Regions from separate parts of the Zea mays genome. Here regions 2 and 3 are each linked to region 1. A link is a contact called in public Hi-C data. All regions are on one chromosome and are shown on one strand. Each heading gives the region's core, a stretch centred on a gene start, on an enhancer-like site or on the middle of the called end of the contact. The rest is flanking DNA. Distances are from core to core; before and after follow the strand shown. Region 1 holds the start of LOC103632535 (pyrophosphate--fructose 6-phosphate 1-phosphotransferase subunit alpha). Region 2 has its middle 63 kb from the start of LOC100272607. Region 3 holds the start of LOC100272607.

The links. A called contact is a pair of places that touch in the nucleus more often than the background predicts.
Region 2: a contact with region 1 is called in a Hi-C map of leaf, with 3 times the contacts expected there. The contact joins the enhancer-like site here to the promoter of LOC103632535 in region 1. A contact is called at or near these places in 2 of 25 Hi-C or Micro-C datasets (ear and leaf).
Region 3: a contact with region 1 is called in a Hi-C map of leaf, with 9 times the contacts expected there. The contact joins the promoter of LOC100272607 here to the promoter of LOC103632535 in region 1. A contact is called at or near these places in 13 of 25 Hi-C or Micro-C datasets (bundle sheath, ear, endosperm and 4 more) and 1 of 3 datasets of contacts at active chromatin or transcription factors (leaf).

What each region holds. Positions count from the first base shown.
Region 1 is chr7:86,641,006-86,644,673 of Zm-B73-REFERENCE-NAM-5.0, reverse strand. It overlaps LOC103632535 (pyrophosphate--fructose 6-phosphate 1-phosphotransferase subunit alpha), which reads right to left and starts at 1,755. Exons shown (of 19, transcript XM_008654305.3): 1 at 1,383-1,755; 2 at 345-551; 3 at 261-342. The coding sequence starts at 1,478.
Region 2 is chr7:86,824,955-86,828,602 of Zm-B73-REFERENCE-NAM-5.0, reverse strand. No RefSeq gene overlaps it. Among protein-coding and RNA genes, the nearest start is that of LOC100272607, 63 kb to the left of the region's middle. Within about 2 kb of position 1,297, at least 8 of the 20 cell types and tissues checked have an H3K27ac peak or open chromatin away from gene starts, as enhancers often do. A contact at or near this core is called in ear and leaf, where this site is marked.
Region 3 is chr7:86,887,652-86,891,501 of Zm-B73-REFERENCE-NAM-5.0, reverse strand. It overlaps LOC100272607, which reads right to left and starts at 2,073. Exons shown (of 11, transcript NM_001147070.1): 1 at 1,929-2,073; 2 at 1,045-1,140; 3 at 295-424. The coding sequence starts at 2,048.

The DNA.
Region 1 (3,668 bases), core at 506-3,005:
GGACGAGTATATGATTATATTTGTACTATAAACTAGTTAAACAGTGGTTTAACGGGTCCATAGAAATATCTGATATAAACAGTGAATGGATTCGTGAGGAAACAGGAAGTATGTACCCTGTAACTGTAACTGTGCCATAGACAAGAACAGAATGTGCCATAGACAAGAACCAAGAGTAGTTTAAAATTCTACTAACATGTTGTATATTGGCTGATGCAAATGCTTGAACCCTGGAAGTTGCTCCATGGAGATACGCTCACCTAGAAACCCAAGCAGAACGCTGTGCGGATTCCGAGCTTTCATAGCGTCGAAAGTACCCCATATGACATTATGCCCGCCACGCCAGGTGACTGTCTTCCAGAGAACACCACGCCCAACCTAACTGGTGGGCGTTCTTGTGCGTCAGAAGAACCAGAGACCACCGTGTCCGGGTGAGGCTCCAGAAAGCGCACCAGCCTCTGACCGAAGGTGTGCGGGAATGCCTGTGCGACGATGTCTGCGCATTTCGAATCAATGGTTGTCGTTGGGTCCCCAAACTCCACCCTCGTTCCCTGGTCATATCCCATCACAAGTTTCGGAAACGTTAGACGATGCTAAAACCATCAGCGTCAAATATCCTGTTGTGACGCCATGTGGTTGGAACACATTTTTCAAAACTTTGAATCCTGTTGAATGGAAAAAAAAGAAGGGTTTGTGACTTGTGAGAGGAAGAAGCTTCTGTCTATATTATGAATCAACAAGTCTCTGCTTCCTCTAGAACTCTAGAAGCACTGGGTCCGCCACCCCTGTGCAAGCTATTACTAGAGAAGGAAGACGAGTATAGGAGTGGAGCCTACATTTTTTTATAATGGAAACAAAAAATGTTCCAGCCTTTTATAGTTTGACATTACAGTTAAAAAATTAATAAAACATCCATTATTAAAAAAAAGTAACATTCTTAAAAAGAACTTGTTCTCGAATCAAGCGTCCTTTAATCTGGCATTAGAACTCCAACCATGTTTTGCAAGGATCTCCATTACCACCATCTCTAAGGATTGATATACCACAAGAATCTTTTGGTGAGCTTCTTGTTTTTGCAATACACCCGTTGTCTTCATTTCCTGTTCAGCGAGCTGACGAAATTTCCAGGTCTCGTGCGTCCAAAATCGAGCGGTTTCTTTCTCTCTTTTTTCGCTTTTCATATATATGGCGGTGAAAAAGGAGCATGTGTTTTTGTTACATCGACAACATCATAAGAATGGAACAACTCTTGGAAACATCCACGACACGACACAAATCGAGAAACCAAAGGTGCAGGATGCATGCATGCATGCTTGGACGGCAGATGCAGCAGGTGAAGGAGAAACTAAGAAGATGCTGGCAGGCAAAAAACGCAAATAAACCTGAAGAAGACATGGAGGCAGCTCCGGTTGGTACAGCGCCCTCCTCCGCTGCAGGCCGGTGAGTTCCCTCGGCGAGCCCAGGTCGTCGGTGTTCATCCTCTTGCCTTGCCTTTCCTTTCCTTTCCCTCAGCACAGTTCAGTTCCTGGGTTTTTGCAGGGCAGCTGTACGTTGTGCTCTTCCTAGCTACCTCGCTCCCTTTTTGTAAGGGAGGAAAGAAGTGGCTGTTTATTGTTGTTGTTGTTGGCCCCTGATGCTACCAACAGCGATTTGACCCCATTTCCCTTGTTAACCTCTTTTCTATGTGCTGGAATTCAAAGTTGTGATTGTGATTATTTTCTCATAGGTCAGCCGTAGTGACCTTCAAGGTCACAACCTGCAGCCTCCTTTTGCATATATAGAGCAGCAAGTAAAATTCAACTACAACACATGCTATAGGTGATAGATGGAACCAAGCAAAAGTGTTGTCCTCCCATCCAAAATAACTAATTGAAATGCTCCTGAGCTATCATCCGTTCGTTGGTGTGTCTGTCAGCGTCCAGTGATGAATTTATACTTGACGTCGTTGTCAGTTGTCACCCGGACGACGAAAGCAACCGTAATTTGCTTTTGTTTATTTATCTTCTGTTGTGGTGGAATAATGTTTCATTCGATTTGCCGGCCGGTACAGGAAGAGAGATAGAGATGCATGCAGTTTGGCAAGAGCCAACATTTCAGAATCTTTGTTTACCGGCACTAGGTTTCTGCTCCCATGGATTTACTAGCCAGTTTGCTAGACACCTGTAGTTTCCCATGGATTTGGACGTTCTTTCAAAATTTTCTAGGTCTTCGTAGAAAGTTAGCATCACGCTTGATTTTGTACTCACCTTCTCATGTAACTTTAGTCAAAATGACCGTGAAAAACATAGATTTTTTTAGAACGGAAACATAAATTCCGGCTTTAGCATTGAAATGCGTACAGTCAATACAAGTCAATTATTACATATGAGGTTGCTTAATAAAGAAACTAACTCAAAGAAGCAAAACGACAAGACTGTGTATAACACTAGTCATCCACAATTCTAGCATTTGAGCGCTATTCATGATTTACAAAGATTTTCATCGCCACCACTTCCAAAGTTTGACAAACGTCGAGGATTTGTTGTTGTGATTCCTCCTCTGTAGAAGTCTCTAGAATCTGAACCAGTGAGTACCTCTGAAAATGACCTGCACAATTAATGATATTGGTTTATGATTAAAAGCCACCTTATTTTGGCTGAGCCAAATAGACCAAAATAAAGCTGATACTCCATAAAGTAATATTTTTTTGTGTCCTGGACCCCTATTGCTTCCCCAAGACCTGATACTATGATTAATGCTAACTGGCATGTCTATTTTTAAGGCAAAATAAATAATTCTCCATATGCTTTTGGCCATATAGCAGTAAAAAAGAGATGTTTAATACTCTCATTACGGTTGCAAAAGCTACAAGTCAAGCAACCTTTCCAACACCTTTTGACTAAATTATCTTTAGAGGATCGCTCCCCGACATAAATTCCACAAAAAAACCTTTATTTTCAAGGGAGGCTTAACTTTCCAGAGGTTCTTATTCCGACCGTTGTTGGGTTTATTCATCAAACAATGGTATACAGATTGGGCAGAAAAGTATCATTCTTATGACCATCCCAAACAATGGTATACAGATCGAGCGATGATCTCATCCACCCCCTTAGAAGACCGACGTCCTCGTCGGTCAACATCAATTCAGTAACCTCCCCTCTTAGCCATGTATGTGTGTCTAGTGTCGTCATATGTCATGTCATGTGACCACTCTGGGCCCACATGAGCCATGCGTCATATACCCGAACCCTAACCCACACACGCTCGTGAAACCGAGAGGGTCGGCTCTGATACCACTTGTAACACCTCGTTCAATCCCTGAACCGCAGTACTTACTCCTCGCAGCTCTCTAGAATTATATATTGTCCCCACAGACCAACACAGGTCTTTTGTGCACACTTTGTCCTCACTCATGCGCACCCGAGAAAACTTCCGAGTCGGTCACCCATCCCAAATTGCTCCAAACCAAGCACGCTTAACTTGGAGGTTCTTTCGAGATAGGCTTCCGAAAAAGAAGATGCACCTTATTGGTATGGATACTCTATTAATTTTATTAAGCCTTGGGCCATGATATCACCATCTCAGGGGACCATGATATCACACACGTTGCACTACCCCTGACGCTTCTCCTATCCGATTTTCTGGGAGCACAACTGATAGTCACCTAGAGGGGGGGGGGTGAATAGGGC
Region 2 (3,648 bases), core at 48-2,547, 180 kb before region 1:
CTGGTTCTGATTTCTCTAGTTGAGCAGTGGCAGCTTTGACTGCCGCAACAGGTATTACCTCCAAAGCTAAGAAGGTAGCTTCAGAAGATTCATCAGCCTCCGTCTTTTCTAAAGCAGGCACCGCAGCAGCCTTCTCCAAAAAATAATACTTTGGCCGATGAGTTACAACCTTCATTCTTTTTGGTTTCGGCGCAGTAGAAGCGGTAGTTGATACAATCCTTTTCTTCGTCCCTTACTTTCGAACCGAAAAGTAGTAACCAGGATAGACAAAACCAATAATATCAAAAACTCTGTTTAGTCCTTCCCATGGACACCGAAGGCAGTATTTGTAACACCCCTGGTGTTTATATTCCGCTTGACAACGAGTATGGATTTAAGCGCATAATATTAGTGGATAAAACATATGCTAAATTCTAATCATCTTCGCTATCGCGATTTTAATATCGCATCTGTTCCGTCTGTCCCAACTTCGACATTGTTTTTATTAATCTGGACTCTTCCTAATTTTTCGTGTTCTTCGGAACATAGTCGTTCCGAACATCGGTGCGTCCGGTGATTATTTAAACTCATCGCCCGCGTGAATACGAAATTCGGAAGCTCGACCCACTCGGACGATTTATCTCGGTCCAATTAAATAGAACTCGTCGACTAAGGTTTTCGGCGCAAATAATTCTGTCCCCACTCGTCAACCGAGAAAATCGCGTCTGAGAATTTATAATTGAGATTCGATTCCCCACGTAAATTATCTGTTGACGTGGAATCGGGTGTCGACTGCGGATGAAATTATTTGATTTCAAATCAAATTGAACACAGTCTGAAATACTGTTGTTCACACCGTCCGGATTTGTTCCGACGACGTCTCGTCCCGATCCAAAACTTTGGATGTAAATAACGGATGCAAATTCATCTAATACCGAAGCCGGAATCTGTTTAACTCGGTCCATTTACAACCTGTCTGGAACAAACCAGACCACTGTAATTAGTACTGACAACAAGTAATTAGTGAATGATTTAGTTTGCTAAATCATTAGACTGAAATATGTAACCATATAATATATTGACCAATTATGTTCATCGCTTAAAATCGTGATTCAAAAATATATTCAATTGCCGTTAAGGAAAAGAGAGAGAAAAGATAATCTAGAAAACGGAAAATATCCCACCGCTGAAACTCCTCTGCTCCTTATCCTTTCACGCTAATTTCTCCGTACAGATTTTTCCAGCCGCTTGTGTTATCTTCTACGCGCGGCCGTCCCAGCTCCTCGTCCTGGCCGTGGTACTCCTCTCCCTCGACGTGGAGCTCTCACGACGCTCCATTTTCCCAGCGCGCGCTCCTCTCCCTCTCCCTGGTTCCGCGCGGCGGCGCGGGCGCGCGCCCTGCTCCCTATCGAGCCCCCATGGCGCGGTCGCCTCTCCCTGGTGCCTCGCCCAGCCTCTGCTCCTCTTCTCCCCGGCGCCTGGTCGGATGTGGATCCTCTGCTCGAAGCTCCCAGCGCCGGATTCCCTGCAAGCTTCAACTTCCTGCGTGCCCAGCCTCTCCACTTCTCCAGTGCCCAGCTCGGTCGTCCAATCTCCCTGCATATCTCTCGTCCGCCGCACAGCGCTCGTCTTCGTCTCCCTGCTCCCCTCGCCGCGTGTCCCTGCTCCTCTCTCCTCCCTCCTCTCTCTATCTTCTGTGCACTCCTCTGCTCGCCATGGATGGCGCGCATGGCCGAGGAGGGCCAGATCCGCATCGAACTCGCCCCGGCCCTTGCTCGTTCCATGGCGCGCAGCTCGCGCCCATGCCGCGGAATCGCCTGCTCCAGCTCGCGAAGCTCCCTGCGCGCAGTCGCGCTTATTTGCTCAGTCCTCTGGCGCCCAGCCGCTTTTCCCTTTGCTCTGTCCAAACCGCGACTCCCACCGTGGAGTTTTCCCATCGTTCCAGCTCGGAGCTCCCTTGCTGTGGTCGTCGCGTGCCTGCTCGCAGCTCGCTTGGCCGCTACGCAGCCCCTGCTCTTCTCCCCAGCCACGCGTTCCCTCAGCTCTAGCTCGCTGCGCACCGAGCTCCCTTGTCGTGGGCTCGTGGTTTTCTGCTTCCTCATCACGCGCGTAGCGTTTCGTCGTCTCTCGTCGTGCCGAGTTCTCCTCTGCCCGTAGTCGCGTCCCTCTGCTTGGCTATGGCCACCGTCGTGCCTAGGATTTGTAATCCTTCTCTGTCCGGCCTCGGCAAAAACTCTGGATGCTCGGACCCTGCCTCGACCAAGTCTTCCATTCCTGCTGTCGTAGGTTGTCGTCGTTCGCCTTCACGCCGGTTGTCGTCGTTCGCCTTCACGCCGTGCAGGAGCACGTCCTTTATCGTGCTCATGGTTAATACTACCATTCCTGCTGTGTCTCGCTTCCGTTGTGTTCGATTAAATGTCGGACCAAGAATCCACGGTGTCGCTCATCCTCGCTGTGAAACCCTCACGCTCACATCCCCTATTCGATCTCGTCGTCAAGCTTCGCCTCAGCCTTAGCTCGTCGGTCACGCTTGCCAGATGTTCGATCGAGGACTTCAGCTGAAGGCCATCGTCGTTCAGGCAACTACCAAATCGAGTTGTGATGTGGTGAGCTGATTTGCTATTTTTACTATCGGTTTTATGATCGTAAAATAAGACGCTTCGTATACGTATACGATTAAGTTAGAAATACCAGTAATGCGAGGTGTGCACTTGGTAATTATGACTAGATCCGTTATTATGTCGTTAGGTTGTGTGATGTTATGGGGTCGATGATAGAAGTGGAATTCTTGTTGTTGGGCGATGACGAGAAGGACGTTGTTCATCGCGTGCTTAATGTTTGATGGATAGTCTGAACCGGAATCATCGTCGTTCTCATGAATTTTGTATCGACTAGTAATAGTACACTGGATTTGCTAGTTTTTATTATTAGTTCAAGGCTTGGATTAATTAGTTATATTAGTTGTGTCAGTTCTCTCGACGGTAGTAACCGTGCATTGTGGTTGTATTAATTGTTTATTAAAATGCTTCATTGTATATAGTGTATTGGTTTATATATATATATATATATATATATATATATATATATATATATATATATATATATATATATATTTTGTCGGGGACAATAATTAGGGGTACCCTCAAAACTCCTAATCTCAGCTGGTAACCCTATCAGCACAAATCTGCAAAGGCCTGATGGGCGCGATTCCGGTCAAGGCTCCGTCCACTCAAGGGACACGATCTCATCTCGCCCGAGCCCTGCCTCGGGCAGGAACAGTAGACCAAGGCAGATTCACGCCTCACCCGAGGGTCTCCTCAAGCAACGGACGCACCTTCGACTCGCCCGAGGCCTAGCTCGGACAGGCTTCGCGGAGAAGCAACCTTGGCCGGATCGCTACGCCAACCGACCGTATCGCAGGAGCATTCAATGCAAGGATCGCCTGACACCTTATCCTGAAGCACGCTCCTCAGTCGACAAGGCCGAAGTGACCGCAGTCACTTTGCCTCTCCACTGGCTGACCTGACAGGAAAACAGCGCCGCCTACGCTGCTCCGACTGTTGTGCCACCCATCAGGGTGAGGCTGACAGCCGCCAAGACCGACCTCAGGCGCCATAGGAAGCTCCGCCTCGCCCAATCCTAGGGCTCGGACTCAACCTCAACCTCGGA
Region 3 (3,850 bases), core at 824-3,323, 250 kb before region 1:
GTAATGTAGGAAATAACAAAGGGCCTGTTTGGATCTTATCAGATTCCAGGTTCGAGCCTGTAGAAGCTAGGATGGTCTCCAAACACCCACCATCTTCACAAGCCCGCTTCCACAATCTCAAAAGCTGAATGAACTTCGCTTCTACCAGCTTATAGAAATTTATATGGATCCAGATGCAGTCAAAATAAAAGATGTATTTCATAGATTTTAAGAAGTATAATGCTAAATGCATTATGAAATGCTAAAGAAAAACTGTGCTTTCTAGCAACATCATGGATGAACTGTGCTACTTACTTCGAGCATCCCAAAGACGAATAGATTTGTCAGCAGCTGCAGTAGCAACTGTATCAGGATGATTTGGATCCCAGCAAAGCTGATCTACACTATCTGTGTGGCCTTTCAGTTCAATATCTTTAACCTTAGACTGTAACAAATTAGCACAAGTTCCCATTTAGATCTTTCAATGGTATAGAAACATACGCTGAAATTACACTCTCTGGCTCTCTGCTACCAAATAGAAAAGCATAGAAAGGGCTATTATTAAGAATCAAGGTAATATACTCTAGTTAAAAGTTATTCAAAACTCTACAGCTTACTCTGAAGATTCCATCGGTTCAGAATAAAACCACGTCTCGTGCTACAAATTATGGTAAAGGTTTCGTTGCACTATAAGAACATTATATGTTGAGTTACACCACAATAACTGATAAACTGAAAAGTAAATTATATTGCGCACAAGCTAAAGAAACAGGAATATTACTGTAAAGTACCTGTCACAATTTCTGCAATAGCCAAAGCTTGAAGTTAAAAGGGAGGTGCAGATGAGAAGCATTTGTCCCTCTTTGGCATATCACGCAAACTAATGCTTTCTTAAGTTCAATGTCATAACTTATTATCTAGGTTCTATAAGATAGGGAATATACCAGTTATGCAGATTTTCAAAATTTACCAAACCGATCATTATCTTAATAAGAAAACAGTGGGGAGCGTATCCCATTCTGTAAAGATAAATTTGGTACCAAGGACAGAAGGAGAGAAAGTTACATGGACATGTGGATCAATGCTCCAGACACGTGCGGTATGATCGATCGATCCTGAAGCAAGCTTTGTGCCTAGGCAGTTCCATGCTACAGAGTGCACCTAATGATAAAAACTATCAGAATGGTGAACACAATGATAAGATTACCAAAGAAATGCATAAAACAAAGCAAAAATAAGAACCCACAAATCAATCTAAATTTTGTACCGACAAGTACTAGGGTAGAGTGGTTTTGCTTTGAAGATCGCTATGAGGAGTTAAGGACAATTAAGCAACACATTCAACATAATGTAAGAAACAAAGAAAAAACATCCTCAGAATGTCATATATTCATCCTGAAAGAAAGATCATTCCTTCTTATTTCTCCTCATTGCAACTTTACAACATGCCCTAAGATAATCTCAAATTTCTTTATAGAACCAGAGGAAAACTGCTCTTGCTCCCCTGCAAGGACAGGCACCACGGCCCCTTTGCTGCAACAAAGGACAACCAAAATAGATTGCCTATTGCAACTAAATTCATTTGCAACTAACTGTGGCTGCAGCAATATTTCGTTTTCATCATGCCTTAACATTGACTCCTTTCATGCTCTATATAAAGAGAAGAAATAGCTAAATCCCCTCTCCACGCTTATAGCTTCGAATCGAAAGCAAGATAGGTCCACGATCCCATCTATGTTCTCAGGAACCAAACCGGAAGGCCCAAAGATTGTTACTTCCGCACCTTGTTTCATCATTCTGCATGCAAGGCCGGAATTTAGGGCCTCACCCTACGAATTGCAACCCTAATGATTGGAACTTCGAAACCTTTCTTCTGGCGAGATTCTGGGTTTTATAGGGGCTCAGAAGAAATTATAATGGGATATTGGGGAGGCGTTGAGAGGTATTACCTTCTTCTTGTGGCCGTAGTATTCCCTCGACACCAGGTCCCTTAGATTCGCCCCAGGGGTCGAGCCGCCGCCGGCGGCGGCGCCACCGCTGCCCTTCCTCTCCTCCTCTCTGCTCTCCATGCGCTCTCGCCCCGTTTTGTCCGGGAGGGGAGTAATCCAATTCCAATCCCAAAGTACACAAACTAGCCCATGAAGAGATCGGGCCAGGCCTGATGGGCTAGGCTACATTAAAACATTCAGCAACTCAGGTCCTGTTTGTTTAATATGATCTAGGCCCATGATTCCATAAGCTACCAACCTTCATTTTGAAAGAAAAACCTATTCCTTAACTGTCACACCCGTTTCTTTGAGACAGAGCCGGGTGCATAGCATATGTGTGCCAGGATTTATTTTCACACATATATTGACATTACAAGTGTAATATATTAAAAGAATGATACATAAGAGCGTAAATAAAGATTATATTAACATGTTACACTTCGAACAGACATAATGTCTTAACCTTTATTCATCAAAGTACAGCGAAACATGGACATCCATCCACAGGAAGATGACCGGGGGTATCAATAGACTAGCATCCATGGAGCTCAGCATCATAACTTCATCTGCAAACTTCTGATCAAAATTTAAGCAAGGGTGAGCTCACTTATGGTCAGGGCTCAGCAAGTGGGGGAAAATGCAAGGTAACAAGGTAAGGCTAAAGTTAAATGCGATTGGCATTTTAGTTGGTCAACATTTTATTAACAACACTTGTCTTACTAATAAGTGTGAATCCCAAGTATTCCCATTAAACAAAGGTATAAGAGTATATCAAAAACACTTAAGTGAAACCACTTAAGCAAACCATTGGCAGATCATCGGATCTCGATTTATTTCCATCTTCAAGTTCAATTATCATGTGAGGAGTCTAGGCTGCTCTTAACCGTGAGCACAGCTGATATATCAGTTTTACACTCTGCAGAGGTGGCGCATCTTTACCCATGAGTCACGATCCCCTTCTAGCTTGGGTTAGCTAGACCTGTATTCACTTCCGAGGTGAATGGCTAAGGTCTCACTACGAGGCTTTTCCCTAGAGTCCTCATTATGCAAATGCTGGAAATGGTCAAACTGCATAGAGCACATCTAACGTAACCAACTTATAGTCCAGTCTGCAGGGTAAAGCTTTGGGAATTATGCATGTATCCAATCTGTCTGAGCCAGAAATATAAGCGCTTGCCAGATGCCCCCGTTCCGGTCGACCACGACCAGCACCCAACATAAGACTTCCCTAGTTATTTAGCCAAGGGCGTCCCATACCACCCTCATGGTAGCACTGTTTTCCCGGGTGGTCACTTCATGTTCCAATTAAATCATATGATCTTGCTTAATCGTCGGATTAGCAACAATAATGTAAACTTACCAATTGGAACCTTAATATCACAAATCGGAGTGACTGCATAAAGTTAAGTTGTAGCAATAGCATAGCTACGAAGGTAAAGTATAATACCCAAGTTTGATCAAGGAATATGGTAGAAAAGGTTAGGTGTATCCGAATAGGTAACCCATCAAATTATGCATATATATCTAAGTTCTTAAAACCTGACCCGGTTTGAAACACCGACCGCATTTCACGGGTTCGGCACCTAACGTTTACTGACGCGTGGCAGTACAGCATCGGACGCGCCAACATGTGCCCCCCTCGTGCCCTGCCTTGCCTGTGTCGCCAATGCATGCTTTCTCTCTCCTCGTGTCGCGCTCCCAGACACCGCTACAGTGCGCACCCACATGCTACAGAGCTTGGTGTCCGGTGCAGAAACCAGCTCAGGTCAGGCCTTGCCTTTCGCCGTTCGGTCGCCGCGCATCCGCTATAGCGTCGCATCTGCCAACTATAGTGACCAACGTCTGTTGCTGGCAGGTGCTCAGGTCACGCCTCGCAGGTCGCC